Regions from separate parts of the Zea mays genome. Here regions 2 and 3 are each linked to region 1. The links are chromatin contacts, called in public Hi-C maps. All regions are on one chromosome and are shown on one strand. Each heading gives the region's core, a stretch centred on a gene start, on an enhancer-like site or on the middle of the called end of the contact. The rest is flanking DNA. Distances are from core to core; before and after follow the strand shown.

The links. A called contact is a pair of places that touch in the nucleus more often than the background predicts.
Region 2: a Hi-C map of tassel shows a contact between it and region 1, with 5 times the contacts expected there. The contact joins the enhancer-like site here to the promoter of LOC100382151 in region 1. A contact is called at or near these places in 10 of 25 Hi-C or Micro-C datasets (bundle sheath, ear, endosperm and 5 more).
Region 3: a contact with region 1 is called in a Hi-C map of leaf, with 5 times the contacts expected there. The contact joins the promoter of LOC100279537 here to the promoter of LOC100382151 in region 1. A contact is called at or near these places in 9 of 25 Hi-C or Micro-C datasets (bundle sheath, ear, endosperm and 4 more).

The regions. Positions count from the first base shown.
Region 1 is chr3:225,245,227-225,249,569 of Zm-B73-REFERENCE-NAM-5.0, forward strand. It overlaps LOC100382151, which reads left to right and starts at 2,161. Exons shown (of 7, transcript NM_001174911.1): 1 at 2,161-2,356. The coding sequence starts at 2,330.
Region 2 is chr3:225,045,466-225,049,808 of Zm-B73-REFERENCE-NAM-5.0, forward strand. It overlaps LOC103651515 (zinc finger CCCH domain-containing protein 7), which reads left to right. Exons shown (of 10, transcript XM_035966501.1): 8 at 84-521; 9 at 605-877; 10 at 992-1,623. Among protein-coding and RNA genes, the nearest start is that of LOC109945347, 6.9 kb to the right of the region's middle. Within about 2 kb of position 2,061, at least 17 of the 20 cell types and tissues checked have an H3K27ac peak or open chromatin away from gene starts, as enhancers often do. A contact at or near this core is called in bundle sheath, ear, endosperm and 4 more, where this site is marked.
Region 3 is chr3:225,395,439-225,399,781 of Zm-B73-REFERENCE-NAM-5.0, forward strand. LOC100279537 reads left to right here and starts at 1,849. Exons shown (of 4, transcript NM_001152535.1): 1 at 1,849-2,015; 2 at 2,126-2,792. The coding sequence starts at 1,906.

The DNA.
Region 1 (4,343 bases), core at 911-3,410:
GCCCGAACCTGTAAACACTGTCCATTGTCCCTCGTGCATCTGGCACGAACCATTTTGATACAGTCGGCGACACCGTCCTACTCCTAAAAACACCTTGAGGGGCAACCCCGGGTGTGCGGTCGGACCCAAAACACCGACACCAACCCCGTAAGTTTTGAACTTTAAAGCAACATGGCGATGATGCGAGGCAAAAAAGGCTGCGGTGATGTGGGGATGGAATGGAAGCAAAGGTGGGAGAGGATGCGGCACCCACGCAGAAAGCCCAAGCCGCCAAATGGCTAGACGCTGAAGCGCACCTGATGCTCTGAGCAGAGCAGTTAATGGATGCAAAGTTGGTGCTCGCGCCCTGACTGACACACCCTCTGTCGTGCTGTGCGGCGGCGGCAACTCCCTGCCGACCACTGGCGCGGACGGGTCGAAGCGCCGCGTCTGCTACTTCTACGACGCGAAGGTGGGCAACTACTACTACGGGCAGGACCACCCGATGAAGCCGCACCTCTCCGCATGACCCACGCGCTGCTCGGCCGCTATGGCCTCCTCGACCAGATGCAAGTGTTCCGCCCTCACCCTGCCCGCGACCGCGACCTCTGCCGCTTCCACGCCGACGATTACGTCTCCTTCCTCCGGTCCGTCACCCCCGAAACGCAGCAAGACCAGATCCGCGCGCTCAAGCGCTTCAACGTCGGCGAGGACTGCCCCGTCTTCGACGGTCTCTACAGTTTCTGCCAGACATACGCGGGGGGCTCCGTTGGCGGCTGGAAGTGAGCGAGGATGGAAGGGGAGCGTGGCATGGGGGCGACGATGGAAGGCAGGGCTGCGACCTTGCATACGACGGAATCAGGGCGCCGAAGCGAGATCTGCGGGCGTGGCTGGCGGGCGGAATCAGACGGGCGCGGCGCGTGGTGTGGGAGAGGGAAATAGGATTTTGGGGGCTGGGAATGCCGGCTGCCGCTGCCGCGGAGGGGGACCTGAGCGGAGGGGGTGGAGGGCGTTGATGGCGGCTTCGATCACGGCTTCAGGGAGCGGAGCGAAGGTGAGGATGTCGGGGGGACAGAACGTCCACCCTGTGGACGCCTACGCTGCATTCTTAAGAGATAGTAGAGATTAATTAAGTAATCTAGATACCTATATATTATGATAATTCATAAGCACGTTAATATGTGCTTATATAATCTATGAGCAGGATTATATGATTTTGGAAGGAAACAACAGGACCTAAGATACAAACTAGCATATTACCTAAGATACAAACTAGCATATTTGAAACCATCTCACTTTTCATAAATCAGTTTCTTCGTGCTTCCAAACATGTCTTTATTCCACCTCCACCTTAGGGTTAAAAACGGACGGGTAAAATCTCGTCCCGTACCGTTTTCTATATTTGATCCGACTGTTTTCGTATTTACGGAAAAATATGGAAACGGTATGGAAACGGGAGAGTGTTTATTCCATCTGTTTTTTTGGATCCTGTTTTTATCTGGATTGAACCCGTATTTATTCTATATTTTTATAAATACGGGACGAGCCTAATATGCATTAGTATACAAACTAAAGACCCATGTCTTTAGGTGACAAATTATAGTATAAGTGATCATTGTAACCACCGGTTCTTTTTAACGACAAGTGGTCTAAAGTCTTAAACAAAATCAGATGTAGCTAAATGTACACCATTAACAACCAAACAACAATAAAATATTACCTCTTTTTATCTATTTGTTTTATGTGATTGTCCTGCCAATCAATCACTAGCCAAACATCAATACCATTTCTGTTTGTATTAAATTATGAGTTTTTGTTAGTATTTCTGTTTCTTCGTTTTCATAATTCTGTTTATCCCCGCTTTCATTTATATTCCCGACTATTTCGTACCCGATCCTGTTTTCGATGATAAAATATAGATACGGAAACAAGAGGGGTTCTACGTCCGTTTTCATCCCTACTCCACAAGTAAATTCAAAATACTACTTACACTTTATTTGTATTTGAATATTTTTATTCTACTAGAGCATCCGCCGCTGCCTCCGAATCCGAGGGACAGAAATAAAAGAAAAGGAAAAAATCGGAGTTCTCCCTCGTGTCGTCTTCCTCTCCGCCGCTTCTCCTGTCCACCCTCGACTGCTTGCGCGTGACCTGAGCCGCCGCCGCCTACATCCGCTCATCCCCGCGCCCGCCTCAACCACGCCGCCACCGACCACGTATAATCCTGCCTCCCCTTCGCGCGGTTTCGAGGCTCGTTTCCTTTGGGATCGTTCGTCTGCCCCGACCGCGTGGGCGCTTCTTCTTCGGGATCTCGCTGGACCGAGCGGCCCAGGGCTAGGGATTCAGGCCCATGGCGTGGCGGCGCGTCCTCACCCAGGTGAGAGTTCTGCCCGATCTTTTCTTCGTTACCGCGCTTTATTGTTGTATGGAGGTACGGTGGTGGCCTCAAATCTTCGATCTTGGGGTGTCTGGGCGGGATCGGGGGCTGCGTTGTTGGGCTCTGCGGATACGAACAACGCCTGCTTATATCTTGTCGGTACACATGGCTATCTTGGGAGCTGCCTGTGAGGATGTCTCGGCTACTGATTTTGGCCAAACAATGATCCAGTTTGCGTTTTGTCACCGTTATTAATTTCCGCTAGTAATAGAAACAATCCCTTCTTTTAGTTTAAACTCTGGAGGGTCTATTATACGGCCTGTCGTCAGCTTATTGTGATAGCCTGTATCTGTATGAGAATTTACAGGAAACTCTAGATTTAAGTCCAGATGTCATCTAGTGTGTTGTTCTGTGTTCCGGTATACTAATTTAGGACGGAACAGTAATAATAACTAAATATTGATGGCAAGTCCATTTGAATGATGAATATTGAGATCTGTAACAATTGTTGCTCGTAGTCTTAATCAGCTCTGTTATATTGTCAACTTCTCGTTCTGTGTCTAGTGAAGCTAATTCTTAGGATGGTACAGTGTAACAGCACCGATCACCCGTAGACGGTAGAGACAGCTCGGATTCGAGCACCGCTCCCGGTGCAATGCCTCTCACGAAGCCATTATCGAGTGGATCACATTACAGAGTTTTGGGGAGTCTCTCACGAACACTCACACTGGACGCAGTCGGCTGCCAACTTACTGCTCAAGTCTTTCTCCACGCCCTGCTCACCTCCAGACAACGCCCTAAAACAGCACACAGCTCTCACACAGGGTTACTGGGTCCAATCCGGCCCATAAATCTGTTGGTTGTGCCTCCGCGCACGAGACGGCCTTTTGACTTGAGTGATGTCTTCTTCTCGCTTCCTGACATTCTCCTCCCCTTGAGAAGAGGCTTGTCCCCAAGCCTCAGCTCCTGGAAAACGTTGCTTGATTGAATCTTCATTCTCCCATGTAGCGAGTTCCACCGGCCATGAAGACCATTTAATCAACAGTTGAGGAATCTCCTTGTTGTGGTGTTGTACACAGCGTTTCTGCAGCACCTGCTCAGGCCATTGTAAAGAGTGAGACAAATCAAGTAGCTTAGAACTGACCTGGGCATTTGGGCCAATAGTTTTTTTCAGAAGAGAGACGTGAAAAACAGGATGGATAGATGAAGAAGCAGGCAGTTGCAGTTGATAGGCCACTTGACCGATCCTGGCAACCACTGGGTATGGTCCAAAATACTTGAAAGCTAACTTGTGATTTGCTCGCTTGACCACTGACGATTGAATGTATGGCTGTAATTTCAAATAAACCAAATCTCCAACTTGGAAGACTCTGTCCGAGTGATGCTTATCAGCCTGGTTCTTCTGACGGTGCTGAGCTCTCTGAAGTTGTTGTTTCACTAGCTGCAGCATAACCTTACGTTCAGACAGCCAATCTTGTAAAGCTGGAACATTGCAAGCATCTTGTAATTCAAGTCCCAGGTGACGTAGAGGATGGCCATATAGCACTTCGAATGGAATTAGCTGCAAGGACGAGTGAAAACTAGTGTTGTACCAAAATTCTGCAAGTGACAGCCATTGCTTCCATTTAGTTGGACATGACTGAACGAAGCAACGTAGTTATGTTTCTAAGCATTGGCTCACCCTTTCTGTTTGTCCATCGGACTGAGGATGGTAGGCTATGGTCAAGGTGTCAAGCGTAGTTCCACTTGGGCTAATCAAAACAGTTCTTTCCATAAAGCACTTGTGAAGATTTTGTCTCTGTCCGTGATGATAGCTTGGGGAAAACCGTGGAGTTTAAAGACTGTGTCCATGAACTGTCGGGCTACAGTTATGGCCGAAAAGGGATGCTTTAGTGGTATGAAATGACTAAACTTGGAGAATTTGTCCACCACTACTAAAATGCAGTTGTAGTGATTGGAGGAAGGTAGACCCTCAATGAAGTCCATT
Region 2 (4,343 bases), core at 811-3,310, 200 kb before region 1:
GTACAGGGATAATTGCATCGAATTTGTGTGTAATCCCTCTGCTCAAATTTATTGACGCGGTTCTTTTTCTATGTAAAACGGAGGAATAAAACTCTTCATGGTCTTGATGGAGCAACTTTGACAACTATGTCTTGCCTTGATGTATTCGTAGTGGCTACAAGTGCTGACAATTTTTGCAAGGGCCAATGGGTGGTATCCAGTTACTGACGACAGGGCTTGTTTAGTTGATTCCTTGTGAGTTATCCACAGGTTTGATGCAGAAATCTGATGTGGCCCCTCTGCTTAGATGTCACGATGTGATCCCTTTGCTTTAGATGTCATGGAAAAGTTGAACCTCAAGTCACGAGGTAGAACAACAGGACTTGATGTGTCATTATTGGGTTCCTAACAAGCTGACTGTTTAGTGAGGCGCACCTCCTGTCAGGTGGGTTTCCGTACATTTCTTTCTGTTGGGCTGTCCATTGAAAGATTCCTCCCCATGAAAACGTACTGTGTGTGGCCCGATTCGTCCAGCCGCTTTGGTATGAAGCTTTTGCCTCGCCTTTAGAAAGAGTTTGAGGAAACAAAAGTGATCTTGTCAACTTCTTTCTTTTTTTCATTTCAGGGAACTCAGATTCCTATTCCTCCATGCAAGAGCTTTACGTCCGTCCGTTTGCCACATGAGAATGGCCGGCTGGTTTAGTCTTGAATCATCATCATGATTCAGTACACATCTACCTTTGCTGGCGACCAACATTAGCCTGGTGCAGTGCATGGTCTGGGCTTGCATGCATGCAATGCCCCCGGGATCTCCGTTCCTATCTCTTGGGTTGAGATTTACATATGAAGCATAGCTGAAAAGGTTGTGGTCCGCCGCAGCAGATGCTGAAGGCCCCAGGTATGTGCTGGAGCGTGTGGCTGTTGCCTCGTCTCAAGTCCCGGCTATATGTCCCCATGCATGCCTACTTGTCTGCTGTCGAAACCTCTGCGGACGGACGTTGCATCGTTTCAGAATTACGTCACATGGTCATCTGACTGAAGAGGGTTCACATGACGATTCATCGGTGCAGCTTGGCGTGGAAGCAGGCATGTGAGCTGTGTGCCCCTCTACGCCTGGGCGTCGTCACATGACCAGGTGACCGACCGTGACGCCTGTTTCTCCCTACAGCAGTCAAGTTTGTTCTGTCGATCATATGATGGTGTTCAATTCCTTGGAGCAAATTACCCCTCTCCCGGGCCCCGGCAGTAAATACACGGTTCGTGCTCTATTGTTTATTTGCGTGTGGAAGGAGGTGGTTCAGATGACCCCCCCCCCCCCCCCCCCCGGATTTACCGAGAATCCCGGCCGAGGTGTGTGTGTATGTGTGGTGGTTATCTTGATTCGCCAAGTATTACTATTACTGTCACTGTCAGTCTCGAAAGGAAAGAAAGCGAGACGAAATTATGGACTGGGCGACTTGTGCGCCTCAACAGGTACTCTGTGCTTCACGTCTTGGGAACTGCTGGATAGGTTCATTTTACGTGTCTATCTGCGGGTGAAAATCCTTCCTCTGGGAATCTTGTCGTGGCTAATTTGTCGCTTACGATTGCAATTACTCCCTCCGTTTGCACAAAAAAGAAATGCAGTTTTAAGTGCAGTCGTTATTCGCTTGTCTAAAATTTAACTAAATTCATAGGTAAAAAATTTAGTTTCTATACCAACAAATAACTGTAGTGTGGCAGTATATGTGATGTCTAATGATGATAATTACTTAATATTATAGATTTTGGTAATTTTCTTATTTATAGGTAGTCAAGCTTTAGAAGTACATTATTTTGTGGATCCATAGAGTAGTTGAGTTTAGGCGTGTTATGAGCTCAAGCAGACTGCATGTTTTTTTTTTCAAAGGAAAAAGCATGCTTAATATAAAAGACAAGCAGTGTTTTGACTCTGTATTCCGTTCATGCTCCATCCTCCTTGTATCTGAGGAGCACGTCGGGACGGCGTCTCGTGCCTTGTCTTCTCCCCCCGCACCTGCTCTGCTGTCCCCTAATCCTCCTGCACAGTCACTACACTGCGGCTGACAAAAACAACTCCTGGGCTGGGCTAACAGGCCGGGATGGAATTTCTTTCACTGAGCCAAGGCCACGGACGCCTCTGCTGCTCCTGCTGAATCCCTAACAGTTAGGATGGCTCCTGTATTAATTGTGTGCATGGTAACCGTCGTCGCTTTGACCGTCGTGCAGGAACGGCCTTTGCTGATGACCGACTTGTCAGATCAGACCGCTGCAGTGCAGCCGTAACAAGTAGTATCAGTTTATTTATACACAACTAATAATAAATAAATAATGGGCCGTTTCTTTTTTTTCCCTTCATTTTTTTGTTTCGTCTACTTAACGGCATGTTTAAACCAGATCAGGCATGTGTGTGGACCTCAGGTTACGATGGCGGAGCGTGTCTGAGCAGCAAGCAAACCAGTAGCTTTTCTAATCATCATGGACCTCTAGTCTCTTGGCTTGCATTCGGTGAAGAGACATCGTCATGAGGGCGCGTCCGTCCTCCCAAAACTCGACTTGTGTTGCAGTTGCAGCCTGCAGGGCGAGCGAGGTACCTGCCGTCGCGTCCAAACGAACATCCAGAACGCGACGCCGACGCCGACGCCGACGATCCTTGGACCGTGCCTCGTGCTCGTCGCATACAGTTTTTTTTTGTTCCGTGTCTCTCGGCCTACGGAAACGACTGTGCTGCCTCATTGTTCTCTTCTCACATATAGATAGAAACTACAATACACCTGTTCGTCTGTGTCCAAGTCCAATCTTGTACGAGATACGTACTACTATAGCTAACCAACCAGCCAACCGTTTTTTTTTTTTTGTATTTCAGCGGTTCTGTTCTCTTGTACCGACGATGACGGCGACACGATGAGCAAAGCAATTCACCGGTACGGTACAGGAGAGCCAATGCTAGCGCTGTGCATGGAGCCATGCATGGAGGAAGTTGTATTCCAGCTTTCACGCCTCACGTTCTGCCCCCATGAATCCTGAATTCCCTGAGCTTCCTTCTCCCAGATTTTTCTTTTTCTAAATAAAAAGAAAGAAAACTGCAGACGCATTCGGCCAACAAGGGGGGCCCGTCTGTCCTTTTCGTGACACGGACCGTGCCTATATCCGGGCTCATAATTCGCGCCATGACCCGCCCTTTTTATTATAAAAAAACAGAAACCATAGGCGATTAGAATTTGAGCATCAACATGCTTTATTTTATTTTACTACGACTACGACGAGCTAGCCTCTAGCTCTTCTCGGAGCGTGTGCAGAACTGTGTCTGTGTGCAATGACTGCTGACGTGTACTCGTGTCTTCTACAACGCCAAGCAATTACTCCTAATGATTGTTGTTCGTGTGGATCTTCCTTTTTGGTAGTCGTCTTGCTGCGTTGGGAAAAAGGCTGAGGCTGGGACGATCATCATCATAATATATCTAATCTTCATCTGGCCGGATCGATGCCAAAGCACCTGCATGAGAGCTAGAAATAAAGCCAGATCAATATAATAGCGTAAGAGATTCGACATATGAATTTTAGAGGAAAACTGACATAAGATTGGATTTTCCCCTCTGTGTCTATATAAAGGGAAATATGTGCTGACGGCGGCACCAAATAATTACATAAATAGAATTTGAAAGTCACTAGCTAAACGAAAGCCCCCCTCCCCCCCCCCCCCCCCCCCCCCCCCCGACGACATGACTAAACTACCGTCATGTCTTGTCGTTGCCCAGATGTCGATGCAGATGCACCCTACGTACGTGATGACATGGCACACGGTAATTGTTTATATATGCTTGTCGGGGTGTGCTTGATTGGCCGTGTGCCGCTCATGCTAGATGCACCAAGCAAGTTAGCTAGGCTCCGATTCTCCATGCACGCTCCCCCCAACCAAATCTCTACGTTCGTACTTTCTATTCATATAAAAATACCTGCCTCGCTCGCAAGTATTCTCTCCTATTCAGCTCTACTTTTATACTTTAAATGCACTATTTAATTTTTATACAACATTTTTTTGATTTTTATATAACAAAATTTAAATGTATTATTTAAATTAGTTTAAGTTACACACTAATCCACTTCAATATATACGGATTGAGCTTAATATTAGAGTACCTCAACTAGGTCTAGGGTTTTTTTCTGCAAGACTGAGAAGAGGGGGAGTGAGTGAGTGAATGAATGGGAGGTGAACTATTCAGGGAATCGTTGGAGAACGCGTGATCACGAGGACCCGAGGAGCGGAATGAAGGAGGAAACCAGAAAAACATAAATAGAAGAGATAAAAATTTTAAGCGTGGGAGATGAAGTGGCACATGCATGGCATATCCGGCCCCTTGACGCTT
Region 3 (4,343 bases), core at 599-3,098, 150 kb after region 1:
TACTACACTTGTATGTTGCCTTGGTGTGTCCCTTAGGGTCGTGGAGGGACCCTTTATATAATATCCCCAAGCCTCATATAGCCGTTGAAAACTTCCTTAAAGACTGACTCCCGGGTGGAACACTGGACCGGTCCGATGCACCACCGGACCTCCAACGGTCGCCAGTCCTTGGGATATCGATTGACACTTTCCTATTTTGGGTAGCACCAGACCGGTCCGGTGCACATCGGACCTCACTCGATCATTGAAGTAGTTGTTACGAGTCTGAAGTAGTCATTGGCCTGCTGGTGTCACCATGCTATTGTTGTTGTCGTAGGGGGCATGTCCGAGCCCTGTAGCGGTATGGCCGGTGGGATGGCTCTCGTCCTTGTTGTCGTATTTGGTTAGGAGAAGGACGCTCGATCCCTGTAGCGTGTTCTTTTGACTCGATAGAGAGCCGAGGCTAGGTTCGGGAGCATGGGCATGGGTCCGAGCCTAGCCTGTACAGGGAGTCAGAGTGGTTGAAGCAGTGCTCGACATGGTCTTCAGCGAGGTTCGCGGGAGAGCAGGGGCCATTTAATGCGTGTGCTCCCCTGATGGGGCAGTTGGCCGAGACCAAGCTCGGGCGAGGAGAAGATTTCTTCTGAGGCCGAGGCCAAGATTAGACGTTGCATGTATTCACGCTCTGGGTAGTTGAAATAGTGGTCGGAGTGGGGGGGGGGGGGGGCTAGTACCTTGTATTCGCGCCCTAACCATCGTCGTGAGTGGTAAAAATAGATTAGACCATGGTCGTGTCGTCCTTTGTTACTTTGGCACCTTCAGCGGGTGCAGGATGTCGTATGGATGTATGTCCTGGGATCGGAGTGGTTGGTAGAGGTGGGCACGCTCCGGAGCGTCGCTCGAGCCGCTCTCAGACGAGTCGGGAATGCGTTTTCCCGCCCGAGGTTGGCCTCGAGCATGCCGTGACTGCGTTTCCTGTTCAAGGTTGGCCTCACGCGAGTCATGACTGTGTTTCCCGCCCGAGATTGGCCTCGGACGAGTCGTAACTTAGGTTCCACGTGTTTTGGTAAGGTTGAGAGCGTGTTTGCTTATGACTCCTTTTTACTCAAGCGTGTTTAGTCATGTTAGGGTTGTGATCTGTATCCCTAATTATGGTACTAGACAACTCTCTTTCTTGATCCTATTAATCCGGAAACTTTGTGACTATGGATTTAGCTACATATGTAGTAAATATCAATATGGTGGTCACACTTGTTTATGATGATGGATGGCTAGGGCTAGCTAGCTACCGTTGGGCGTTGGGTCTCCGCCGACCGATGAGGCCGAGGCCGAGGAGCACGTACGTCACAGGACTGACAACGGACGACCAGTCTGCAGGCTGCGTTCTCTGGCTCGACGTTGATCTGAACCGATCGATCCGGTCCGTGTATCCGTGTATGCATATGCCTCCGAATTTGACCGGCCTTCGCTGCAGCTTCCCCCGCGCACGCATGGACTTTGACCGACTACTATTCCACTCTCGCTTCGCTTTGCGTTGCATTCATCTCTCTCTCTCTCTCTCTCTCTCTCTCTCTCTCTCTCTCTCTCTCTCTCTCTCTCTCTCTCTCTCTAAAACAAACTAATCGAGTACGTCCATCCAAATATCCAATCGTCCACTTGTTTGATTGCATAGTTGCATCCGCTACCTCTTGTCCTCCCCTTTCATAAATGACGAAATATTTTGTTGCAACTAGCTAGATTCTAGATATACACCAACTCCCCTCCGCCTCGCCTGCGCCTCCATATATATAAAGGCAAAGCAGCTGCCTAAGCGGCTCGCCATCTCACTGCCGGCCGCCACCCGCTCTCCCTCCGCTCCGGCCACCACCGCGCGTCTCTCTTATTTGCTGCCAGACATATCCAAATCCGATCCATCAGCTAGCGTCCATGGATGAAGTGTGGTGCGGCCTGGACCTGCAGCTGCAGGCGGACGGCATCCACGCTGGCCCTGACCTCCATGGCCATGACCATGACCCCTTCTGGTCAGCTCTGGCAGAGTACGTACTATACTACTAGCTAGCGCTACTCCATTATTCATTTCCTCCATGGCCATGACCGGAGCCTAGTGGCTTAATATTTCTCTTCCTGTGGTTGCGATCGCTCCCAGGTGCGCTGCCAGCTTCCTCGCCAGCGACGCCGACGACACCGGCGGCCTGGTGGCCTCCGCTGGCGACGTCGTTCACGCCAAGGCGGACGGCATGGACACGAGCAGCTTCTTCGCCGACAACGACCACCACGGCCTGACCCAGCGCCGAGACGAGCAGCAGCAGCAGCAGCCTGTGCACTCGTCGTCCTCGCTGTCCTCCAAACGCTCGCTCTCCATCGACAGCGGGGGCTCCTCGTCCTCCACCCTCATCCCGCCGCTCGACGGCGCCGCCGCTGCCGCCTTCTCGCCGGCGCCCCCGCAGCCGCAGGACCCGTTCGCCGGGGACGACGAGGCCATCATGCTGGCCATGATGGCCGTCATCTCCTCCGCGTCGCCTTCGTCCTCCGAGTCCTCGTCGCCGCCGCACCGAGCCGCCGGCGCCGGCGCCGTGCAGCCGCGCGTACACCTGCACGGCGGGGACGACAGCGCCGGCCACGTGACGGTCAGGACCAGCAGCCTCGCCGTGGCGCCCACCAGCGCCGCTGCACGGCAGCAGGACGACGCCTGCATGGCGGCGGGGAGCAACAACAGCAGCCAGGTGTACCACATGATTTCCGAGAGGAAGAGGCGGGAGAAGCTCAATGACAGCTTCCACACGCTCCGGTCGCTCCTTCCACCCTGTTCCAAGGTACGTAGTCTCTACACCTCCTAGCAGTTAACTTTCTTAAATTATTAAGGGCTTGTTTGGTTAGGCATGAATTGAGGAAGGGGATTAAAGCCTAAGGCGTAAGTTAAGTTTGCACCTTTCACTTGTTGATTTGGTTATAAGAATTTTAAAAGTACTATATAAAATAGGATCCATATATACACACCACTTCATGATAAAATTGCAATGTTTGTAACATATAAAATAGGATCCATATATACACACCATTAAAATACTAGCATATAACACCTATGCTGACATTACAATCCCGCGGAGGAGAGGAGAGGGGTCGACGGCGGTGGCGACTACATGAGGGAGAGGTTGACGGCGGGGGCAATACAAGTGAGGGAGAGGGGGGAAGGGAGACTGAAGACGGTAGGGTCGTAGATGAGGGAGCGGGACGAGGGATGATTCAAGTAATATTGTCCATTGAAATTGATTAAGGGAGATGAGTTATTCAACGATATGAATCGTTGGTTTTGATGGTGCGTTAAGTCTGGTTGTAATTTATTTGATGGATTTAGTGGAGATTATGACTATGATGTGATTTGGTTGGTGGATTTCTCAAAGTTTAAACTAGTGGATTAGCTAGTGGTATAGATATATGTGTATGTTCTCTTGCTACAGAATTGTCCTATGATCATGGATGTCTAGCTAGGAGACTTGAACTTTTTCCCTCTAATTATATTTCTCGGGACATTGTTACTCACAGCTAGCACTCAAGAGAGAACTCATCGATCTGCATTTGATTTTATCTATTGTTTTTTTCATGGATAGATCAGATCCATAGCAACATTGTGACCTGAGCTATTATAGATATGGTCTGACCTTAGAACAAATAAATACACTGCTTCTATTCTAGATTATAAGATGTTTTATTAAACTTTATAATAAAAAAATATCTTACAATTTAGAGCGGACACGTACAGAGAAGTTCTATAGTGGCGGTTGTAAACCTATTTATAGTGGCGTTTTTCGTAACCGCCAGTGCTAGGGGCCAGTAGAAATCATCATTTTTACAGGCGGGTAACTGAGGACCGCCAGTGAAAATCGATTTTCACTGGCGGTCGGCGTAATAAAACCGCCAGTGCAAATCGTTTCCAGGAAACATAAAATATATTTTAAAAATAGTTAAAAAAATTATTTTTATTAGGCCCACCCACCCCACCCGCCCAAGTCGCAAGTCGCGGCATTTTTCGCGCGCTACGCGGTTGTTAGTATTCGAACCGTCGACCTCACCCTCGCGCGTACCCTCCCCTACCACTCCGTCTATGACATGTCTTGTGTCTAGTTTGTAGTTGTTTTCTCCACATATTACAACCATTTGAGTATAAATTGCTTATTTGAGACCCTAAACGAATTCAAATAAAAAAGTTGTCAACTACAAAGATAAATAACTTTTGAAGTTCTACAACTTTTATTTTGACACTTTTTTCATCCGAGGTAGTTTGCAAAATTTGAATTTTAAATTTGACATACTTAGATTCAATTTTTGAGAACCGAAATGAGTTCAAACAAAAAAGTTGTCAACTA